2 separate regions of the Sus scrofa genome follow, and region 2 is linked to region 1. Evidence: chromatin contacts called from public Hi-C data. All regions are on one chromosome and are shown on one strand. Each heading gives the region's core, a stretch centred on a gene start, on an enhancer-like site or on the middle of the called end of the contact. The rest is flanking DNA. Distances are from core to core; before and after follow the strand shown.

The links. A called contact is a pair of places that touch in the nucleus more often than the background predicts.
Region 2: a Hi-C map of skeletal muscle shows a contact between it and region 1, with 3 times the contacts expected there. The contact joins the enhancer-like site here to the promoter of NPTN in region 1. A contact is called at or near these places in 14 of 47 Hi-C or Micro-C datasets (alveolar macrophages, brain, embryonic fibroblasts and 8 more) and 1 of 2 datasets of contacts at active chromatin or transcription factors (skeletal muscle).

The regions. Positions count from the first base shown.
Region 1 is chr7:59,766,032-59,772,739 of Sscrofa11.1, forward strand. NPTN (neuroplastin) reads left to right here and starts at 2,579. Exons shown (of 9, transcript XM_021099078.1): 1 at 2,579-2,875. The coding sequence starts at 2,785.
Region 2 is chr7:59,714,872-59,721,579 of Sscrofa11.1, forward strand. CD276 (CD276 antigen) reads right to left here. Exons shown (of 10, transcript XM_021099076.1): 2 at 2,340-2,463; 3 at 1-309. The coding sequence starts at 2,409. Among named protein-coding and RNA genes, the nearest start is that of CD276, 16 kb to the right of the region's middle. Within about 2 kb of position 3,635, at least 29 of the 83 cell types and tissues checked have an H3K27ac peak or open chromatin away from gene starts, as enhancers often do. A contact at or near this core is called in alveolar macrophages, mesenteric adipose tissue, omental adipose tissue and 3 more, where this site is marked.

The DNA.
Region 1 (6,708 bases), core at 1,329-3,828:
CAGGGCTGGAGTTAAAATTATAACAGCAGCAGCAATATTTTTTATTATCGTTATCATAATCAACATTTGAGTGTTTACATGAACTGGAAACTGATCTAAACACTGTACATACATTTGCTTATTTATTGCTCCTATAATCTTATGAATTAAGTATGTATTATCATTAGCACCACTTGACAGAGCCCAGAGAGACAGGTCACTTGCCTGAGCCACAGCTGGCATATAGTGGTGGTAGTGGTGGGATGGAGTTGAATTTTATCTTTTCGGTAACCAGAATAGTCCAGGTTAGGCAGGAGAAAACACCTCTGAATCCCTCTAGCTTAGGCTCAGTAGACACTACTTGCTATATGTGGGTTGGCAGGAGGCCTGGACTTATTGTGCTAACTTAGGGATCCAGGCTGAAGTAAGCTTCATTTTTCGACACATGCTGCCACCATCATGATCATGGATAGCCACACAGGGAAAAGAGTATGCTACAGTGTCTGCAACTGAAACGAAATGCTTCTGCTTGAAAATGATGCAGGTCATTTTTTTCTCTTTTCTTTTTAGGGTTGCACCCACAGCATATGGAAGTTCCCAGGCTAGGGGTCAAATCGGAGCTACAGCTGCTGGCCACAGCCACAGCAACACAGATTCCTAGCTGGGGCTGCAACCTATGCCACAGCTCAAGGCAACGTCGGATCCTTAATCCATTGAGCGAGGCCAGGGAGTGAATCTGCATCCTCATGTATACTAGTCGGATTTGTTTCCCCTGAGCCAGGGTGTCACCTCTCACATTTCACCGGTCTGGGCTGAAGCAAGTCACATACTACTCCCAACTTCAAGGAGGCAGGGAAAGGCACTAGCAGCCTAGAAGAAGACAAAACCAGATTCTTCTCTAGAGCCACGCCAGATCTGAGCCAAGTCTGTGACCTACACCACAGCTCAGGGCAACACCAGATCCGTAATCCACTGAGCGAGGCCAAGGATCCAACCCGCAACCTCATGGTTCCTGGTCGAATTCGCTTCCGCTGCGCCACGATGGGAACTCCAGATTCTTTGCTATTAATGGTTACCAAAAACATTCAGAACTTGAGTAATTTGTGCCTCTTTTGGCTTTAGTTGCCCTACCCCTAAATGAGCATAATCATTTTGTAAGGATTCCTAATCAAATGGTGATTTTGATTATGGTTATGATGAGGCAGGATGGTTGTATCTGACCAAAGCTTCCATCAGCTGAAAACACTGGTTCTACCACAGGCAGCCCTGCAACCCTCCACATAGAGCTGTTTGCTGAATATCCTTTGTTCAAAGATACATGTCAACCTTTTTGTTACACATCTGAGGTTTTGAAAGATATAGTTTCATTTCCGTGAAAACATGCTATACTTATAGACCCAGTGCTTTCTAGAAAACTCAGTCTGGAACCACCAGCTGTGTGGTTCTTGCTGAAAGCTTATAGACCGCTTTGGCTTGAGAGTGTGAAGATTATGGTGAGTGCTTCTTCTTACAGTTTCTCCAAGTTTTCTCTTCGAAATGAGTCAGGTCACTGGGGCTGTTTACTTGGCTCCTCTTGGTTTCACTCCACAGACACTCCCCAGGATGTCTGCTCTGAGTCAGGGATTAGCTAAATCACAGAAACTCCTTTACCAACCAAGGATTGACAGGGCTCGGGGTAATGCCAAAAATACCCTTAAAAAGAGCACTTCCCAAACTTCCATGCAAACAGTAGTGACCACATTGCCAGAGCACTTGGCTGGCTCCCTTCCTATGGATGGTTTTCCTGTACAGTCATTTTTCTTCCTAGTTCCTCTGATAGACTAGGTTGTGAACTTTTTGATCTGGGTTTCACAGCAAATTAAAAACTTGGTACACAGCAGGTACTCAAATGTTGGCTGTGTGAAAATGCTTCTGAAGAGTCTTCGTATAAGTTAATACATGATGGCATCCTTATAGAATTTATTGTCTACATTGTCTAACTAGCAATTAGGCTAGTTGAACTTCAGGCCTGAGATTCTAAGTAGTTAAAACAAGGCCAAAACGAGGGGAGGGGGGGCGGGGGGAATAGAAAGGCAAGGAAAAGGAGGACATTTCACGCAGAGGGAGATGAGTAAAGCACAAGGTAATACCAGTTGTCATTTAGCCTGAAAGGTTAAAACATGGGGGTTAACGTGGGAGGCTGAAGCCAGATGTCAGGAGGGAGTCTAAGGTCAAAGTCCAGATGGAAGAAATAGCAGGACTTTGATAGAGAACAATGAGAGGAAGGCTTAAAAGAGGCGGTGGTGCATTAAATTTTGCAGCCAAGCGCTCCAACAAACGAAAGGCAGGATGGGCGGAGGAAATATTATGTTCCCAAAGCTTCCTCTTATTTATGGGCGTTTCACAGAGGGATAAGCTAAATGCAGACTTCTCGGTTCCCCAAGGCCAGGAGAGCTTCAGGAGCCCCGCCTCTCCCCATCACGTGGCCAGAAGCACCGTTGGCACGTGATCCACCTCGCGCTAGGCCAATCGGCCTCTCCAGGGGCGGGGACACAGAGTCCGAGGGGCGGGAGGATCGCTTGCGGCCGCCTCTTCTCGCGATCCTTGACGCCGTCGCTGCTCAACCGCCCACGGCCGGGAGAGATTGTCTCGCGAGGCCTGGGCGCTGCGGCGGTAGGAGGAGGACGGGGAAGGACGGAGCCGAGCCGCGGCTGCCTCCCTCGCTCTCTCCCTGGCACACTCGCCCGCCCCCTCCCTCCCTCCCCTCCCTTCCCCAGCCCCGGCTCCGGCCCCGGCCAATTCGCTGTTCGGTCTTCTGCAGGGAGGATGTTGGGCTCGTCGCTTCCCAGCGCCCTGGCCCTCTCGCTGTTGCTGGTCTCTGGCTCCCTCCTTCCAGGACCAGGCGCCGCTCAAAACGGTAAGCCGGGCGCCGGGGGCGGGCCGGGCGGGGGCTGAGGGACACTGGTGGCCGGAGGGAGCCGTCCAGGGCCCAAGGAGGTGGCGGAGCTGGGGGAAAGGGGCCCGTCGGAGTCTGAGGGGCTGCGGACCCGAGAGGAGCAGATGCCGGTTGGGAGTTCGAAGAGGCGAGGGTGTGAGAACCGGAGGCGCCTGTCCGAGAGGTGGGGGCGTCCGATAAGAGCTCGAGGTGTTGCTGACTTAGAGGCTCCACGTCTTGGGCTCGTCGCTCTCAGTCGGGGAGGGGACACCGAGGAAGCCGACGTGGGGAGCCGGAGTAGCGGGGGCGGATGAGGAGGGGGCGCAGCGTTTAAAGAAGGCGGCACAAGACAGGCGTTTGTGTTTAAGGTAATGGGGAGTGGTGTCAGGCTCTCCTTGAGACCAGGGGTCCCAGGCGCTGTAAATGTCCAGGATTCAACTGGGGCCCCGTGAAACTGGTGACATCCTTAAAAAAATAAGGGAGATGTTGGGGGGAAGGGAGTCCTGAAGAATACTGAGCAGAGTACTAGAGCCTTAAGGAGGGCATAAAGAATCAGGGAGCCTTGGCTGTGGAGGTGGAGGGAAGGTGGGTGGAAAGCCAAGGTAGTGGGTTGACTGCAGTAGGAGATCTAGAAAGAGGAGCAGCAGTGGCTCTAAATGAGATGGGGAAAGAGGGCTGGGTTTGCTAAGGAGGGTGGAGTGTTGGGCATTCTAGGGTAGTGGTTGGGAGAGCAAAAGGGAGTTTCTAAATAAGGAGAGGAAAATTGAGCAGAGGATGGGGAGAAAGGCTTGAAACTGAGGGTAGGGGGAATTATTTATTAGCGAAATAAGGGTGCCTGGCTCTAGAGATGGGGGTGGGGGAAGACAGAAAATAAAGGAAGGGAGTAAAATGCAGGAAGCCGGGGGTGTAATGTTGGTTTACAGTGTGGAGGATAAATTAGGGAAGGGAGGAGCTGAATGTGGCAAGTGTCTATGATACTGGTGGGGCCTTTGGGAAGGCAGGGACGCATAGCTGGAACTGCAGTGGTGGGATTGAGGGCAGTTACCGGAGAGAGGGAGATGAAGGAAGTGGATTTTTAAGATCTAAAAGTTTCAAGACAGAAGAGACATTATTTCTGAAGAACATAAAGGTAGTCCTTAGAATTCGTGTGCAGGGTACACTTGAAAGGAGAGAATTGGGTTTTGAACTGAAGCTCTTCAGAGAAGATGGAAACATGGTGATGGGGGATTTAGATAAAAAGATTCTGATTGTTGAGGGTATGTGTCACAATTGAGCTGCCTAATTGATCTTTTAGAGATGAGACTAGAAAGTGTTCTGCCTAATTGATCTTTCAGAGATGAGACTAGAAAGTGTTGTGAACTGGTTTCTGCTCTGTGGAAACAGTCTTTAAGAGGTTTAAAAAATATTTTTATAGGAAAAACATTTATGAGGGTGAACTCATACATGAGAGTGCTGGAGAAAGAGTTATAAACTATTTTTGCTAGTTCTTTGGGGTTTCATTGTTTTTATGCTAGAACAGTTTGCAGTTACTCTTGTGAATAGCTGACATTTAAATGTTTTTTATTAAAAAAAAGGTAAATGTTAGAGCTAATGGAGTTAAACATTCTAAAGAGAATCTAGGCTCAAAATGCTGAAGATTACAGTGAAAAGATATCAATAAAGATTGAAAAAGCATCATCAGTTAAATATAAGTGTTTTTTGCAGCAAATTGTGTGAATCAAATCTTGTGTATGCTTCATGGCCATGAATGATCACTGCAGGAGTCAGGAAGGAAGCATTTTTCTGTCTCTAGCATTGAATATGCTAAGTATATTGGGTATTTTCCTATTTTCCTCCAAAGCATGAGGCCACGGTGGAAAGCGGGATAGAATCAGTCTGATTTATCTTAGCAGTTTTTAGTCTGTGTTAATAATATGACTTAAGCCTAATAACTAATTTCACCTATTTGATTTGTAGATACAGCAAGGTTTCATTCGGCACAATTAGAGGTTTTTGATTTTTAACATGTTTAATCTCTGTGCTAGCATAGCTTCTTTTGAAAATTTATAATACGGTGAAATTGTAGTTTCTTAGCAACTAAAGGTTTTTGGATAGGCCTACAAAGACTCATCTGGTTGTTCTCAGTGATATGTGTTCTAAATACAGCATAGTGTGCAGCCTTTTCCTTGAAATGAGCTTGAATTTGATCACATGACATGACTGGTGAAGTGAAGCTGAGCTTGTAGTTGACCCAAATGAATGTAAATTTAAATCGAGAAAGAAATGGCTCTGTGTGTGTGTGTGTGTGTGTGTCTGTGTCTGTGTCTGTCTGTCTGTCTGTCTGTCTGTCTCTGTCTGAGGGAGAGGGCAAGAGAGAGAAAAGGGCTGTTTTTTGAATTGGAGTCCATATAGGTTAGGATGCCATTTTATAGCTTTCTATATAGCATGTCTATAAGATTCAAACTTTCAATTAGTAATAGCTTTACAGTAGTCTGACCTCATGTCATGGAGTTTGTATTTTCTTACAGTATTTCAGGAATGAATACCATGCTCTGGATGATGTTGAAATGTTGGATTATCTGTTTTAAGTGATGACTTTTGAAAAATCTCCCCAAACCCAAGAGTTTCTGGATTGGGTATGTGGTAGTTTAGTTTGGGTATAAATGCTTTTCAAAAGATCTCTGTTTCATTATTCCTAAAATGAAGAATTTGGACTAGATGACCCTTGAAGTCTCTTCCAGCTATGATACATTATTATAGAAATTTAGGGTTTTCATTCAGGTAGAATTTGTTTCCCATCCAAATATTTAGACTTGTAGGACTATAGTTTCAAGAAAAATGTAGTTCATTTTAAAGGAAGAAACCTGTCCTAAAAAATAACGTTTCTGATAAGACTTCAAAAAGCTTTAGGCTGAAATTAAATTGAATAAGCATAAACCAGACATTATATCGTGATTGAGAGCACAGACTTTGGATCCCTGTAGACCTGAGTTTGAGTACTAACTCTTTGTAGCTGAATGACCTTGAATAAGATACTTAATACTTCCAAGCCTCAGTTTTATCATCTGTAAAATGTGATTTATAACAATGCAAATCCCTTGGGGATAATGTGAGAATTAAATGAGACTGGCCATAAGGCACTTAGATTTCTGCCTGGCATATAGTGAGCCTCAGTAGGAAGTAAGTTTTTACTATATGTAACATATGTTACATATGCTACAGTACTATATGTAGCATAACAGTACTATATGTACTAAACGTTTGCTTACTATAGTGAGTAAATGTTAGCTATTACTATTACTACCCTTTAAAAGTACCATTATTAATTATTTCTCTTCATGTATATATTGAACACTTAATTGTTATTTCTGCTCCATGTCATCTTGAATAAAGTAGGCCATTTGAAGGCTCCAAACAGATTTGTGCTTTTGCTTATGTAACTTTTTTAGAAAAGTGACCAGCTGTGCTGCCTCTGCAATTGCAGATTCTGGTGAGGAAGTTCATATTTCCATTTCATTGTCTGGGAGATTTCATGACTTTCTTTTTCTTTTAGTGAACTAAATATCTTTTCGTATAGGCTGGATGTCACCATTTTCATAGAATCTCGTTGTGAATAAGAGAACTAGGATGTTAGTACCTGGTACACAATGAAGTGTTGGAGATGTTAGCTGAGGGATGAATGTTAAGTGTAAAAATGTAATATATTCATGTTGAAAATATAAAATTGGATAATTAACAGTTTAGTAGGAAAAATCAAGGAGTCTAATGACTTTTACTACTAATGAACTAAATTTTAAGAAACCATTTTGCTTGGGTGATACTAGATAGTTGTGAAC
Region 2 (6,708 bases), core at 2,385-4,884, 50 kb before region 1:
AGTCCCGGATGCTCACCAGGCAGGTGAAGCTGCCCTCATCAGCCACGCGCACGCGCTGCAGCCTCAGGGACGCGTTGCCCTGAGCCAGCAGGTCTGGGAAGAGTGTGGTACGGTTGGCATAGGCGCTGCCCTGGTCGCGGCCCTCGGCGAAGCTGTGCACCAGCTGTTTGGTGTCTGTCAGCTGCCAGATGAGGTTGAGCTGTGCCAGGCTGAAGCTGGGCCCAGGAGAGAAGGAGCAGCGCAGGGTGGCGTCGGTGCCCACGAGGGCCACCACGGGGTCTTCAGGGACCCGGACCTCCACAGCGGCATCTGGGGATGGGTGGGGTTGGTGGGGTGGTACAGTGAGGAAGGGTGGGGACACTCTGGGCCTCCCTAGTCCCCCTCCCCTTCCGGGTTAACTTCATGCCCTGTCCAGCCCCCTTGTAAGGCCTGAGGTTTATTATCTGTAGTCCTAGTTCAATGAATACTATGTATTCAACAAGAATACATAGTAGGTAAGCACCTACTATGCCAAATTTAAGAGTTAAGAATGCCACAGAGGACACCAAGGTCACACTCGTACAGCGCTTACGTTTTAGTGGGAGAGAGGGACAAACTAGCACATAAATTTTCACTAGCCTGTGATTAGGGGTATGAAGGAAGAAAAGCAAGCCAGTGGATAGAAAGTAAGGAGGCAGATTTTCATAAATCTGGCAGGTACTTTATACCTGTTTGTGCTGGTTGCATTTCCCCCATAGGCATAGATTATCTTTATAAATTGTAGAAAGACAATCTTAAAACGTATGCATCAAAATATTATTAATGTTTTTCTCTGGATGAGAAACAATCATGAGTGCTTTTTCTTCTCCTAAGTAAACATGATTCGTTTTTATGCAAGCAAGAAAGAATACCCATGCATTTAAATATGGTGGTGAATCATGTTCTCCATAAAGAGATCTTAAGCTGAGATTTAAAGGCCATGAAAAGGAGTCCGTCATAGCCAGAGAAAAGTCCCCTGGGGTAGGTTCCCCTGCTCCCACCCCTGCCCTATATCCTTTGGGTTACCCTGCAACCTCCTACCCAGTCATCTCTGCCTTCAGTCCAGCTCTTCTTTTAGATTCCTGGGAAGTTAGGTAAAGGGTTCCTGATAGCTGTTCTTTTGGTGAGATGTGGCCCTTAGCCTGGGACTGCCATTCTTGAGTAATGGTTAGATTAAGTGTGTACTTTGGGCACCAGCAAGGCAGACACATTCAAAAAGTGTGAAGGTCAAACAGTCTTGAAACAAAGCTAGCTGAATACAGCAGTCGTTAAAGGAGAAAAGCAACATTTGATAGCTAGTATTTTCATCATGAATTACAGGGAGGGGGCATCATCATTTTTGCAGTGTGTAGGGATCTCTAAAGGTCTTAAACCAGCACTGGAACTCTTGCTGCAATGCCAGGCCACAGGCCAGCTCTTCAATTGGAGACCAACCAGGTGCCCCTTGTATGGAGCATTTGGGGGAATGAAACCTGATACATCAGCCAGACAAAGCCCTTTCTCTAGAGAAATCAAAGTAGATCTGGGTAAAGTGGTGCTTCCTCTTTGTGACCACCAGATGGCACCAGATACTCAGCTTTGTCTTCCCCTCATAGAGGAAGGCAGCAGCTTTCCCCCACTGAACAGGAACTGATTAGGACTTGAAATATGATGGAGATGTTATTAAAGTAGCTGCCATTATTGAATGCTAACTCTGTGCCAGGAACTGTGTGGGAAGACTTACATCCTTTACTCGACATGGTTATTAAGCACCTGCTATGTGGCTGGCATCAATCCTGGCCCTGGGGATAGAGCCTGCTCTTTGAGCAAAGCAGGCAATAATAAGCAAGTAAACCCATAATATGTCAGATGGGGATAAATCTTGGAAAGAAGCATGAAGGTCACGGAGAAGGGAGATGATGTGCTATTTTATACAAGGTAGCTGGGAAAGCCTGGGAAAGGTGACATTTGAGCAAAGACTGAAATGAAATAACAGATCTAGTCAGACAGACATGTGGGCACAGCAAGTTTCAGGCAGCGGGAACAGTACGTGCAAAAGTCCTGGGGAAGAAGCACATGTACAGTACGTTCAAGAAACAACATTATCACATTTAGTGCTCACCTTACCACTTCACAGAAAAGGAAATAAATGGAGGCTGAGAAATGTAAAGCAAGTTGCCCACTGGATCCCAGAGGGAGGAATGAGTGTGGATAGAGCACAGAGGAGATTGGAAGGTTAGTCAAAACCTCTCCGGCCCTGCTAGACAGAGAGGCTGAGCAGGAGCCCTGGTGGGAGTGGGTGCCTCCCCCCAAACCTCCAGGCCCCACTGTCCTCCCCTCACCTGTGAGGCAGAACCACAGCAGTCCCAGGATGGTGGCCACATGCACACGCCTGCTACCCAGTTGACACATCTTCCCGTGAGGCAGCTGACAGCTGGGCTTTCCGTGGTGGAAGGCTGCCCCTGCCTGTGAGGAAGAGGAAGTGAGGCCTTTGTCTTCAAAGGTCCTCCCCGGGCCTTCTCACTGCTGGGAGGTCCTCCCTCCCACACACTTCAAGGCTTGTGGCTGAGGGATATTTTGAGTGATGCTGGCAGGAGGGAACCAAGTCACTGGGGAGGCTGCGCCAGGGGAGGCGGGGCAGGGGGCAGCTGGGACCCTCCCTTAGGAACTAAGATGTTGGCATGTGAATATAAGAAAGGGGAGGAGTTCCTGTCATGGCTCAGTGGTAACAAACCCAGCTAGTATCCATGAGGATGCGGGTTCCATCCTTGGCCTAGCTCAGTGGGTTGGGGATCCGGCCTTGCTGGGAGCTGTGGTGCAAGTTGCAGATGCAGTCAGGATCCTGAGTTGCTGTGGCTGTGGTACAGGCTGGCAGCTGGAGCTCCACTTTGACCCCTAGCCTGGGAACTTCCATATGCCACGGGTGCAGCCTTTAAAAAAAATAAAGAAAGAAAGAAAGGGGGAGGCCAGGCAGCAGGTAAAGGCAAGGCTGGCCCACTCAGGGCAAGGACGGCACAGATCAGTTTGGCTCAAGACAATAGCTAGTAAAGAATAAGACTTGGAGACTGGCTAAGAGGTCGAAAGTTTATCCTAAAGGCAGCTGAGAGCCATGGAATGTTCTGGAATAGGGGACGTGGTATGGTCAGAGCGGTGCTTCATAAAGATTACTCTGACAGCATCTGCAGGATCAATGAGAAGAGCCTGAAAGAGAGACAAAGCAGGTCTAGGGGAAAGTGAGGCTCTGAGGACACGGGAAGAGGAAGGGAGCAGGCAGCGTGTCCCTGGTTTTAAGCCCAGTGACCGGGTGTGGTACTCACAGAGATAGAGGACACGGAAGGGTTCGGCGTAGGGCATGTGCAGTGAGCAGTGTTTGTGCAAAAACTTCCAGGGGAAACTTGTAGAAGACAGCTTGTTGTGAGAGCATGGGGCGGAGGGGAAAGGGCCCTGGCTAATTTAACACATGTATCTGAGCGAGCAAGACCAATAGAAATGGACACGGCTTGGACTGGGGCTGACCCTCCCCCGGCTGGAGTCTGTTCTGAGTAAGAGGCATTTCTGTGACACACACATCAGATCTGAGCCCAGACCTCCCTGGATCCAGCCCTGCCTGTTTCCCCCCACCCCCGCTGCCACCAAGCTGTTCTCCACTGTGACCCACAGCTGCTGCCAGATTGCTCCTGCCACAGGCTGATCCAGCCTTGTCACCAGTGTTGATTTAGGCTAGCCAAGACAGTTTGACAAAAATATACAGGGTTTCACATTCTCTGAACCACCCAGGGAACCAGGCTGCCTGACTTGGTCCCATTTTTGCAAGAGGAAAAAATTAAAGCCCAGATAAATGAGGGGACTTCATTAATGTGATGTAATTTGCCAGCGAGCTCAGACGAGAAGGGTTTGAGTTCCCCACCTCCTGCCACCCCTCTCTGCCCTTCCAGGGAGCAGATGTCATCAGCAGCCATTAGCATCAATTCTGGTCATAGGCGCCCAGGCTCAACTGTCCCAAGCCCAGTCAAGCACTGCCTCCCAAGCCCCCCACCCCCACCCCGGCCCCGCACACACTCCCAGGAGCTGAGCTGAGGGAGACCCTGAGCCAAGCCGGGTGCATCCTGCCCAGCACCGCCTCCCAGCTGTCCGCAGCAGGGAAGCCCTGAGCAGCCACTTCCTTCCCAAACACTTCCGCTGCAAACCTGGTGGCCTCAAAGCCTCGCCGCCTGCTGAGTCAGCAGCCTTCGCACTCCATTCATAAAGGCACCCTTGGCGGGCACCACATCCTGTCCACAAGGGCCACCTCGGCCCAGAGGAAACACTGGCAGGCAGCGGAATCGCAGGGACTGAGGGTTAAGAAGCTCCAGAGTCCAAGTCTCCCTTCCTTTCTTTCACCCGCAGACAGGACCAAGGACTGCCCGTTCTTCCTGGGCCTGCTTCCCCTCTGCCGCTGCTGCCCACGCCCCCCCCCAGCCCCCCCACCTCCGCCTTGGATCCTCCTGTGACCCTCCACTCTGTCCCCCCAACCCTACACTCTGTGAATGCCCTCTGAGGACCTGAGTCAGGAATCTGCTCACATCCTTCCCCTGAAAGGACCTCTCAAGGTCCCCATTTACCGCCAGAGTAAACCCACACTCCTCTGCTTGGCACTCAAGGCCTTTCTTAAGACCACCCCCTCCATCCATCAGGCTCATTCCCGTCCCTGAATTTTACTTGCCAGGGTCTCCTGGGACCTCCTGCCCCCTCCACGAATGTGGGGAGGTCAGGAAGCAACGCTCTTTTGATCAGAGCTTTCAGATTCCCCAAAGGGCCGGGCTGTCCTTCCCTCCAGAGGGAGGATGAAGGGTTCCCATGGGTGGGGTTGGACTTGCTCCCTTCAATTCCTTTTCTAGACTCTGGACCCAGGACGTACCCGCCCCCCCCCCTACTTACCCTGGGGAGGAGCCTCACAGGCCAGAACTGAGGACACTGAGAGACTCCCACCCCAAAGGCTGGGCCCCCCCAGAGCCAGGGCAGGAGGAAAAAGCACATCTCTGAGACCAGAGGCTGCTGGGGAAATGGGAGCACAGCCTGCGACCACTGGAACAGATAGGATCCCAGTACACAGAGCCTCAGAGAGACACAGACCTCACGCTGCATTCATAGCACCCCATCCATCTGTTCTACAAAGGGGAATTCTCATCCCTGGGCAGGACCTGCCCTGGAGCCTGCCAGTTGGTCCTCCCTCCTCCTCCTCCTCCTCCTCTTCCTCCTCCTTCCCCTTCGTCTACCCCAGACCCAGCCAAATGTGAGAACTCCAAGGAGCCCTGCCAGGAGAGACGACAGGGTGCCTTGGCTTTCCCAGAGAAGTGGGAGTGAGGGGCCCAGGCCACCTCTGGCCTGAGGCTACAGCAAGTGCATCCAACACCAGCAGAGGTGGAGCCACAGGGAAGCTCCCAAGAGATGCCCCAAGAGGTATCCCCATAAAGCCAAAAGCAAAAATCAAGGGCTATCCTGGGCGCTACACCAATGTGCCCTGAACCTGGGGATAGATGTCCGGGAAGAACTCCTTGTCCAACCATGACCACCAGTAGCACCCAATATTCCCTTAACCCCCTCCCTTCCCAATCCCTGCAGGGGCTTCTTGGACAACACTTCCCACAAAAAAGGGCAAGAAGTGTCAAGCCACATAACCAGTGTCAATTTTTGCTGACCAGCATAGCAAAGACGCACAGCTGTTAAGCCCCTGGATCCAGCTATGCCTGAAGTAAGATGCACACCTAGACTGCCCAGATACTTGAGCCAATCATTTTTTCCCCTCAATCTAGTTTGAGCTAAGTTTCTATTACTTGCAGTTGAAGGAGTCCCTGCATATACATTCATTTGTGTATTTAGTTATTCACTTCACTATTCATCTAGTGCCTGGGAGGACAGAGGGGACTAAGCTGAGTCTGCCCTCAAGAAGCCTGCATTCCCATAGGGAAGTTCACAGAAATCACTGTAGTTCAGGACAGTGTACTATTGAAGATCCAGCGAGGGCCACTTGGAGGTACCTCAGAGCCATGATAACCCTGACAAATGATGAGTAGCTCCCCAGGTAGACAGACTGGGAAAGGTGGCCTCCCCCAGCCCCCAAAGACCTGTCTTCCTGGCACCGCCTGTCTGCCTCTCAGCCAGATCTCTTTGACATAGTAACAAGGGAGCTCAAAGTTTGATTTTAGGCCCAGTTGGCCTTTTGCTGTGCAGTCTTCACAAGTGACTTCTCCTCTCTGACCTCAATGTTTCCATCCTTAAAAGAAGCACTTTACTGGACACTAAGGAACCTCATGAGTGTGTAAAGCCTTCATGTACTATATCCTTAAGGTCTAGCCAATTAAATGCCATGCATGTCACATTGAAATGTACAGAACTGTGGCAGGAACCACTAGTGTTCTTACGTCTATTCTCCTCCTCTTCTGTAGGAAATTTCATTAGGCACATGGCCACTAGACTAAAGACTACAGATCCCAGCCTGCCTTGCAGCAGGGTGTAACCATGTGACCATTTGCTGGCTAACAGGATATGAGAGGAACTGATATGTACAACTTCTGGGTCATGCTTTTAAAGAGAAGGAGCATACCCTCCCTCTTCCCACTGGCTGAAACGCAGACGTGGTGAGCCACCTAGGGGCCAAAGCCATCATGCTGCCAAAGGCACTACCCTGGGGACTGTGGGCAAGCACGACAGAAGGCCCCAGGGGGGCTGCAG